Regions from separate parts of the Capsicum annuum genome. Here all the other regions are linked to region 1. A link is a contact called in public Hi-C data. All regions are on one chromosome and are shown on one strand. The core of a region is the stretch at or near the end of the contact, and the rest is flanking DNA. Distances in the headings are between cores, read along the strand shown. Region 1 holds the start of LOC107842775 (protein ENHANCED PSEUDOMONAS SUSCEPTIBILITY 1). Region 2 has its middle 63 kb from the start of LOC124887326. Region 3 has its middle 43 kb from the start of LOC124887075.

Evidence for each region. Hi-C and Micro-C count contacts between places; a contact is called where the count stands out from the background.
Region 2: a contact with region 1 is called in a Hi-C map of bud, with 7 times the contacts expected there. The contact joins the enhancer-like site here to the promoter of LOC107842775 in region 1. A contact is called at or near these places in 2 of 5 Hi-C or Micro-C datasets (bud and leaf).
Region 3: a contact with region 1 is called in a Hi-C map of placenta, with 3 times the contacts expected there. The contact joins the enhancer-like site here to the promoter of LOC107842775 in region 1. A contact is called at or near these places in 2 of 5 Hi-C or Micro-C datasets (leaf and placenta).

The regions. Positions count from the first base shown.
Region 1 is chr9:58,352,628-58,355,399 of UCD10Xv1.1, reverse strand. LOC107842775 (protein ENHANCED PSEUDOMONAS SUSCEPTIBILITY 1) reads right to left here and starts at 1,393. Exons shown (of 1, transcript XM_016686799.2): 1 at 1-1,393. The coding sequence starts at 1,384.
Region 2 is chr9:57,570,562-57,573,333 of UCD10Xv1.1, reverse strand. No RefSeq gene overlaps it. Among protein-coding and RNA genes, the nearest start is that of LOC124887326, 63 kb to the right of the region's middle. Within about 2 kb of position 1,348, at least 1 of the 5 cell types and tissues checked has an H3K27ac peak or open chromatin away from gene starts, as enhancers often do. A contact at or near this core is called in bud, where this site is marked.
Region 3 is chr9:57,676,087-57,678,858 of UCD10Xv1.1, reverse strand. No RefSeq gene overlaps it. Among protein-coding and RNA genes, the nearest start is that of LOC124887075, 43 kb to the left of the region's middle. Within about 2 kb of position 1,403, at least 3 of the 5 cell types and tissues checked have an H3K27ac peak or open chromatin away from gene starts, as enhancers often do. A contact at or near this core is called in leaf, where this site is marked.

The sequences.
Region 1 (2,772 bases), core at 144-2,643:
AGATCTTACCATCAAATTTATTAGCCATACCACTTCGGACCGCGACAGGTCGGCCCCACCCGAAATCATTATCGTACATTGGAAACCTAGGTGAACTTCCCATAGTAATCATAGCTCCATCAAAATTACCAAGAGGAAATAACCTAGGATTACTTTCCCAATCCTTCACACCACGGCGCACAGTGAAATCACCATGCGCCACTACATTTTGATGTAGCTGATTCGCGCTCCAATATAAGTCGTTAGATAACAGCTCCTTAACATAAGCAACGGTCGGGATACTTTGAATGGCGTTCCCAAAATACAGTGGCTCCATCTTTTGCTCCAGCCGATGGCGACAATTAACCGCCATCCTAAACGTCGTCGTTTTGTTCCCGTCCAATTTCCTAGCCCGTGTCACCGATCTCCATAATTGACCACTCAATGACTGAAATGACGAAATCTCCGAAGCCGTAGCCGAGCCGTTTTTCAAAGCCGGCTCGTCATTAACTGGTGTTATCTTTCCGTTAACCTTACCGTTAACAGCCGTTCTATTTGCCCTATACTTCAGTTTCAATATGGCTTCACGGCTGAAATGGAAGATCTTTTCACGGATCGGCTCGTCGCCGGAGAAAGTAGCCGACGGTCCACCGTCCGGGAACTTCAACACCGCCGGTGAATCAAACACCGTCTTACGGTTAAAACTCGGCTGCCTACTAATCTTCTTCTCGCCTTTTGAAAATTCAGCAAAAGTATTGAAGAAATTCCAAAAGGAAGTACCATCAACGACGGCGTGATTCATCGTACATCCGATGAATACACCATCATTTAGTTCAGTAACTTGAATAGCCATTAAGGGTTTATTATGCCCAGCATAACTCAAAGTACTATCAAATTGGAAGAACTTTCGAAAATAAATCGGAATATCTGCTTGATTTTGTGGAACAAGTGTTGAGAGATTGAGGTGGGGTGCTTTTGCATGTACAAAATCTACACCAGCATCGTTACAAACGATGTAAACGTACCCCTGAGAGTCCGTAATTAAACGGCCTGCGAGGGGAGGGAAATGGGCTAAGGTTTTGGCAAGGGAAATTTCGAGATGAGAAATGAGAGAAATAGAGGATTCGAAAGGAGATTGGGTCAATAAAACGCCTTTCTGAATATACTGACATGATAACATAGGAAGATCAGAGACGGAGAGTTTTAAAGTGTTGTTAAGTGATTGATGATCGTTGGGGTAAATAGTGGATTTAGAAACGATAAATAGTGAAGAAGAAGGCATAGTTGCAAGGAAGATGGGATATGGGAGTTGAGAAATGGAAAATGGGGATGGGGATGGGGAAAGAAGTAAGACAGTTGGAAGGTATTTATAGAGGTTAGGAGTTACGAGGGTGGCTCGGTTCATGCACTTTGGTGGTTAGTGACTTAATTTGACCCTTACACCTTTTTCTATCTTCTCTTTATTTTATTGTTTTAATAATTACTCCCTTCGTTTTAAATAATTGTTCTTCTTAACTTGATTTAAAAAATATATATATATATTTATTAAAAGCTTATTTTAATATCTATTAATCTGATAATTATATTTAAAAATATAAATTTGAATATATACATTTTATGCAGTCATTTAGTGATATGATTAATACTATTTGAAAAACATAATAAAACTCTCTTGATTTTACAAAAAGAATTCAGCTAAATTAAACAAACATTTTTAGCAAAAAGCCCAACTAAAATGAAATAGAGAAAATATTTGATATCAGAAGTTCATAGTAAATCAATTTAGATTCATATAACATAGAATAAAAGGAAAAATGCTTCCTAATAAAGTTTCTTCATTCCTTAAAGCTTTATCCAAAAACTTCTCAAGTTTATGTTACGCTTATGCCAACTCTGATCGAGATAATTCTGTACTATACTTCAAGGAGGAATTTTAGGACATCTTTGAAGTAATGTGCTAGATGTCGTTGTTGTCCAGTAACTCTAATCAAGTTAGATTCATAACGAATATAGATAAATAAAAGAGGTTTCTTCAATTCTTGAAGTTACAACCCGTATCCTTTTTATTAAGGTTACAGGTTCACTCAAAAATTTTTACTCAGATATATATATATATATATTAAGAAATTCACTAAATATTTATAAATATTTAATTATAAACACAATTATATTACCACTACTCAAATACAATAACTAGTGATGGACAAACTCTATAGATTAACAACAAAATTCATCGCTAATCCTAGTTAGCAATGGATTATCAGAATCCTATTTGCTACGAGCAATTTTAGCTAATTTTCTTTTTTTGTTTATAGTTTATTGTTAGTTTTAACTTGAGTTTAATATAAAAATTCATAAATTTCATTTTAATTTTCCTAACAAAGGAATCTCGACCAACTTCCACACTCTTTGATTGTCCTTTGTCTACTTTCTCCCACGTATTGTATTGATATTGAATCATTGATGATGAGTACAGAGTACAGAGTACAGTGAATGATGGAAGTGAGTAGTTGGACATAGTTGTGGTGCTTACATAGTTTGTACAATCACACAAGTAGGGAAATTAGTGCCAGACATACACTTTTGTACATAGAACTTTTCACAAAGAATGGGTTTTCTGTTACACTGATGACTGGCCCATCCCATATTAGGTGGTCAAGGTTGTTCCAGACTCCAGTTCCATGTAGTTTCATCATGTGGTCTATGCTGACACAATTTGCTCTTTACCTGGTTCAAAATTTTATGTCCACGGGGGTTGTTTGGTTAGGGAAAGAATTATGAGATAATTTATCT
Region 2 (2,772 bases), core at 99-2,598, 780 kb after region 1:
GGTTTGTACACCTTCTCGATGTATTTGATTATCAAGAAGAGAGGTTTTGATCCCTTTATGAATATCCATGAATTTATTGGGACTTTTGAGATACCTATTCAAGAGAATATCTGCCCTTTTATATAGGCATAATTTAGGGTTTGGATAGAGTAGCCTCCAAGCTAAATTTAGAGTAAAGTAGTATTCAAGAACTCTAACAGAAATTGAATTCTTTAGAATCCATAAAATTTTGATGTCTACACTCTTATTTAACACAAAGGAATAAATAGTGTAAAATTCTTTCATATAATCAATGGGTAGAGTGAGGATATTATGTGGGTAGATGACTGAGATAAATTAATTTTACATGAGTTATAAAAAGCTAATGACCACGAGAGTATCCTAAGCTGATTAGAGAGAAAAGTAAGTCACTTTGTATAATCCCTCAAATCATCATGGACTTTTGTTTGGAAGATGAATAAAATGTACTTTGTTGTATAAAAAAGATGATCATGAGAGTTACAATAATGACATATGAGTTACAAGAATTAGTGATCATGAGAGTTACAAAAACTAGTAGTCACCTTATATTATAATTTATACCTACTAATATATGCCTAAAATATTTTAATTTCTAATACAAAAATGAATAATAACACCAATAATTTTTTAAATGAGCGTGTCAAATCTAATGTGAGTAATGAAAATGAACAGAGGACTCATGAGCTAATATAATCTAACTCAAATTGGACTGATATCATGAGGAGAGCAAAACATACAAGATCCATGGCTATTAATTGAATTTGCTTCTTCAATTCAGCTGCTCTTAATTAACTTCCATGGTACCACTTAATTTTTTCCACAGATACACTCTTCACACGTTATTAATTAATGATTAGGACGAAGGCAAATGACCTCGTTGTCATCAGCATTATTAATAATCATCATAGCTAGACTCAATTATTCCTCTAAGAATGACTCAACTCCACAAATTCCTTGGATTTTTTGTTAATCACGCAGTCAAATTAGAGGCTTTTCATTATGCATGCTAATATCTTTAATTTCCTCTGTGAGTCCAAAACAAACTCTTCAAGGGGTTGGATAGATTTGTTATTATTGAATGTGTAATGGTAACTCCTTAAATTTGTCAGTAAGTTTTTTTACACTAAAAATGATTCAATTGAATTAGCATCTGAGGTCAAGAACGCACACGTTAAATCTAAACGCACACATTAAATGTAACACTGTTTACATCCATAATTACCTGGGGATTGATTGTTTATGTAATGAAAGATGAGGCATAAAACCTAAGAAAAATAAAGTAAAATAATGATACCAAACAAATCAGCATAGCAAGTTCCTAATTAAAAGGCATCCACTAGTGAGGGTGCTTTCCACGAGATCAAGGATGCACAGATAAGAGCAAAGAAAAAACACAGCTTAAAGAGCACGCCAGAAGGTTGTACTGTATTGTCAGGTTTGATTCTAGGCCATTTACAAATAAGAGAGGATCCCTTGTTACATGGTACGATGGGTGAATAGTAACACTATAGAATAGGTTTCTTTAAGAGGTTTCTTTAAGAGGTACTTATAGTACTACAACCAAAAATATACTCCCTTCGTTTCATAATAAATGAATTGTTAAATTTTGGCACACATATTAAGGAAAAAACATTAAAAATATAAATTTAACACAACTTTCCATTTTTACCCTCAAAAAAGAAAAAGTTGACCTTGTAATACCTTTTTAAAAGTTAATTGGTTGGCAACTCATAAGGGCAAATTTGGAAAAAAATTCAATAATTCACTTATTTTGAAATATCAATAAATACCTCAACAATTCACTTGTTCCGAAATGAAGGGAGTGTCATGTTAGCTGTCCTATCCATTGTATGTGCCAACCAGTATTTTCTATAGGGGTAGTGTAATATTGTTTACACCTTTGATGGATTCTGAAATCTTTGTCTCATGTCCTTTTCTACACATCATTCTAGTTCCTCAGAGACATTTCATAAGTAAGAGGCGTCCTCTTTGAGATACCACTAAACTGATGTGCATCGGGGTACCTATCTAGTGAAAGGTCCTGTCACGATCCAAACCTGGGCCTAATGGTGACGGGTATCTCAAGTCCATCACAGACCGAAGACCGCCCCTTAACCAACCTCAAGAGCACAATAATAATAATAATAAAAACAATGCAAAATCCAACGAAATAAAAATAAGAAGATGAATGAAAGACTCAATGAAACTAAGAGTCAAAACAATAACCAACCAACCCACATCTGTCCATAATAGTCACTAAAATCAGAATACCAAATAGGTCGGGACATACCCCCGATTATGACCAAAAGAATCCAAAAGTACTGAGTCAGAATAAAAAAGTATGAAAATGATAAAGTCTTTCAAATGATGGAGGCTCACCACTTCATAGCTACTCGACGAATGTGCTAATCCACCTAACGCTGCACAGGGGTAAACGAAGTATCTTTAGACCTTACATTATAAAATAATTTAGCGTCCTAGGATGGTCAATGGGATAAGCACTGGCATGTAACTTAGGATAGGGATAAAATAATGTCATGTCCAAAATCAAACTAAAATACATGCACACATTGTGTGTGTGTATATATAAGGGAACAAGGTTTAAGCATGAGATTCAGAATTATTAACCTAGACTGTGTAGCTCTAACCGTCCTAAGGGCACCCACGGGTTATATAAGTTTAACTACCCCTGCTGAAAGAGCTCTAGTGCGTGTTAGCCGCACGAACTGGAGAAATTCGAGGAAGGACCAA
Region 3 (2,772 bases), core at 154-2,653, 680 kb after region 1:
TAGATCCACCCTGCCATTAATGCTTAAATCATCTTCCTTCCTAATTTTTTTCTCCTCCATTAATACATGCAACTTTTTTTTTCTTCTCCTAAAATCTCTCCCTTTTTTTTTAAACTATTGATACATATATAAATTTATTAGTTATTCATACATGTTTAATTTTTTAATGGTGATTCATATGAATGATAAATATGATATCATTATATGGGTATTATGGTGATTCATACGATAGATACATTTTGTATGATTTTAACGGGTGATACATATGATATTAATGAGTGATACATATTGTATTATGGTAATTCATATGGTCGATACAATTATTTATTTCAATTATTGGGTGATTCATATATATGGTATTTTGGTGATTCATATGGTAGATACAATTATTTATTTCAATGATTGGGTGATTCATATATATGATATTATGGTGATTCATATGGTAGATACAATTATTTATTTCAATTATTGGGTGATTCACATGATATTAATGGGTGATATATATGGTATTATGGGCGATTCATATGTTATTAATGAAAGGTAATGGTGTAGTCAGTGTAGGAAACAAAAGTAAAAATATTTAAAACAAAAAGACTAAAAGCAGAATTGAAACATAATTAAAATTAAATCTAAAAAAGCAGACTAAAATTAAAGACGAAAAAAAAAGACAAAAAATTATTTTTTTCATACTTAAAGACGAAAAAAGAGAAACATAATTAAAACACTTAAATTAAATCTAAAAAAAGAGAAAAATTAGACATCTTTCCTTAAATAAAAGAATACAATGAATAAAAGAGAATCTATTATTTCCTTAAATAAATATTTTGTTAGTTTCAAATGCATCACTTTTTTATATATATCACCATATAACATATGTATCATATTTCAAAAAATCGGGATAAAATGTAATTAACAAAATAATCAGAATTTTATGTAATATCACTTAAAGATTCAGGGATTTATGTAAATTAGTACTATTCATTTTCCAACTTTTAGATTACTTAACAATTAGGTATGATATAATAATTACTGTTTTATTTACTTATTAAGAGTGTGTCAAGTCAAATATGAATAAATAAAAATAAACGAGAGTAAAACATAATATAATTAACTAGGTGTGAGAAGTATCTAGGATTTGTTTGGTATGTGGGATAAAAATAATAATCTCAAGACAAAATTTGAGATTAATTTTGTTTTTTATTTAGTACGAGGTATTAGCTAATCTCGAGATTATTTTATCATGTTATTTATACTAAAATAATATAATTACTATCGCATTATATAAAAAATAGAATAAGGTAGTTTCATATAATATGACAATACATGAAATATCCATGTTTATTCCACCCTGCACACCAAACTGACCACTGAAGACTCGTAACATTGTGGAGTGCTGTGACCTTCTGTGGACTACACTGTCCTCTTGAAGACTCTAAATATTCTGATAGTTCAATGACAATTTGACAGTAATAGGAGCAATCCGCCAATTAAAAATATCCAACTCCCATTGTCTTCTTGCAATTTTCTCACTTTCCTATCTAAAAAGTGGTCAAAAATAAATAAATAAATAAAAATAATTAGAGACATAAAATGTGCAAGTTGTGTTACAAACGTGATTAAATAAAAGTCAATACTCCAATAGTTCATGAGAATTATACCCATGAATAATCACTAGCATTGACTATGTTTATTATCCTAGCATGCCAAAGAATATAAAATGTGTTACTATTAGCGTTTGGCAACTATGACATTTCAAAAATAAAATCAAGTAGTGGGTGCTGATAAATTAGTACTTATCCAAGTCTATATATAATAATGTGCTTGCAATTCATCATCTCTTAGCAAAAGTGTGGAAATGACTACCCCATTGTCTTCTACCAACTAGAAACAAACATCTATTTAACATGGATTTTTGTTGCCATCCCATTTGGAATTGTCGGATTGTCAACAAGTTCAATTATTTTAGCTTTCAAAACTTCATTCCCGAATTGAGAATTTTAAATTTATAGATATAAATTATTAATTATGTCACTTATTGTCAGAAGCGTACATGAAATTTGTAGAAGCAATATCGGCTCATTCATGCAATTCATCTTGTATGACATGGATTTAGTTTTGGAATTATAGTGATTTTCCAGGGTTTTTGTGAAGTGATGTTGGATGACAAACCTTAGCAAAACATCCATTATTTGAATTAGTGTATATTATAGGAAAAATGGTCTGCTTTCTCCCTAAATTATCCACGAAAATTATCGAGACGCACCCAAACTTTACTCTCCTGGACTAATTAAAATCGTATTTTTAGCAATCTTAGTGCTTACGTGGCACATCAGTGAATCAACACACTGAAGGTCCACATAGGCACACGTATAATACGTTACTTGCTTTTTAAATTTTTCAAAAAAATTCTATCATTTTCACAATAATTGATTTGTTTGCCAGGCTTGCCTTAAGTGGATGGGCCAATTTGTTTGTTTTGATATTAGGCAAGTGCACCCTTCTATGCACAACAGTTTCACCGAGACGTGGCCAATTTTTGAACATATAAGAGTGGTAGCTCAATCCATGGCATTTAAGGCTATTTCCTATGAATGAAAACTATGATCTATATCCATTTGATACTACTTGGTGGAGCTAGGTGTGCAAGGTGTTCATCCGAACTTTTTCTTCAAAAATGTTTATATACTGGATAACATCTCAAATTCTTATTTTGAAGTGGCTACTGCTCAATCGCATATAAAATTGGAGTCACAAAATGCGACCTATCAGGAT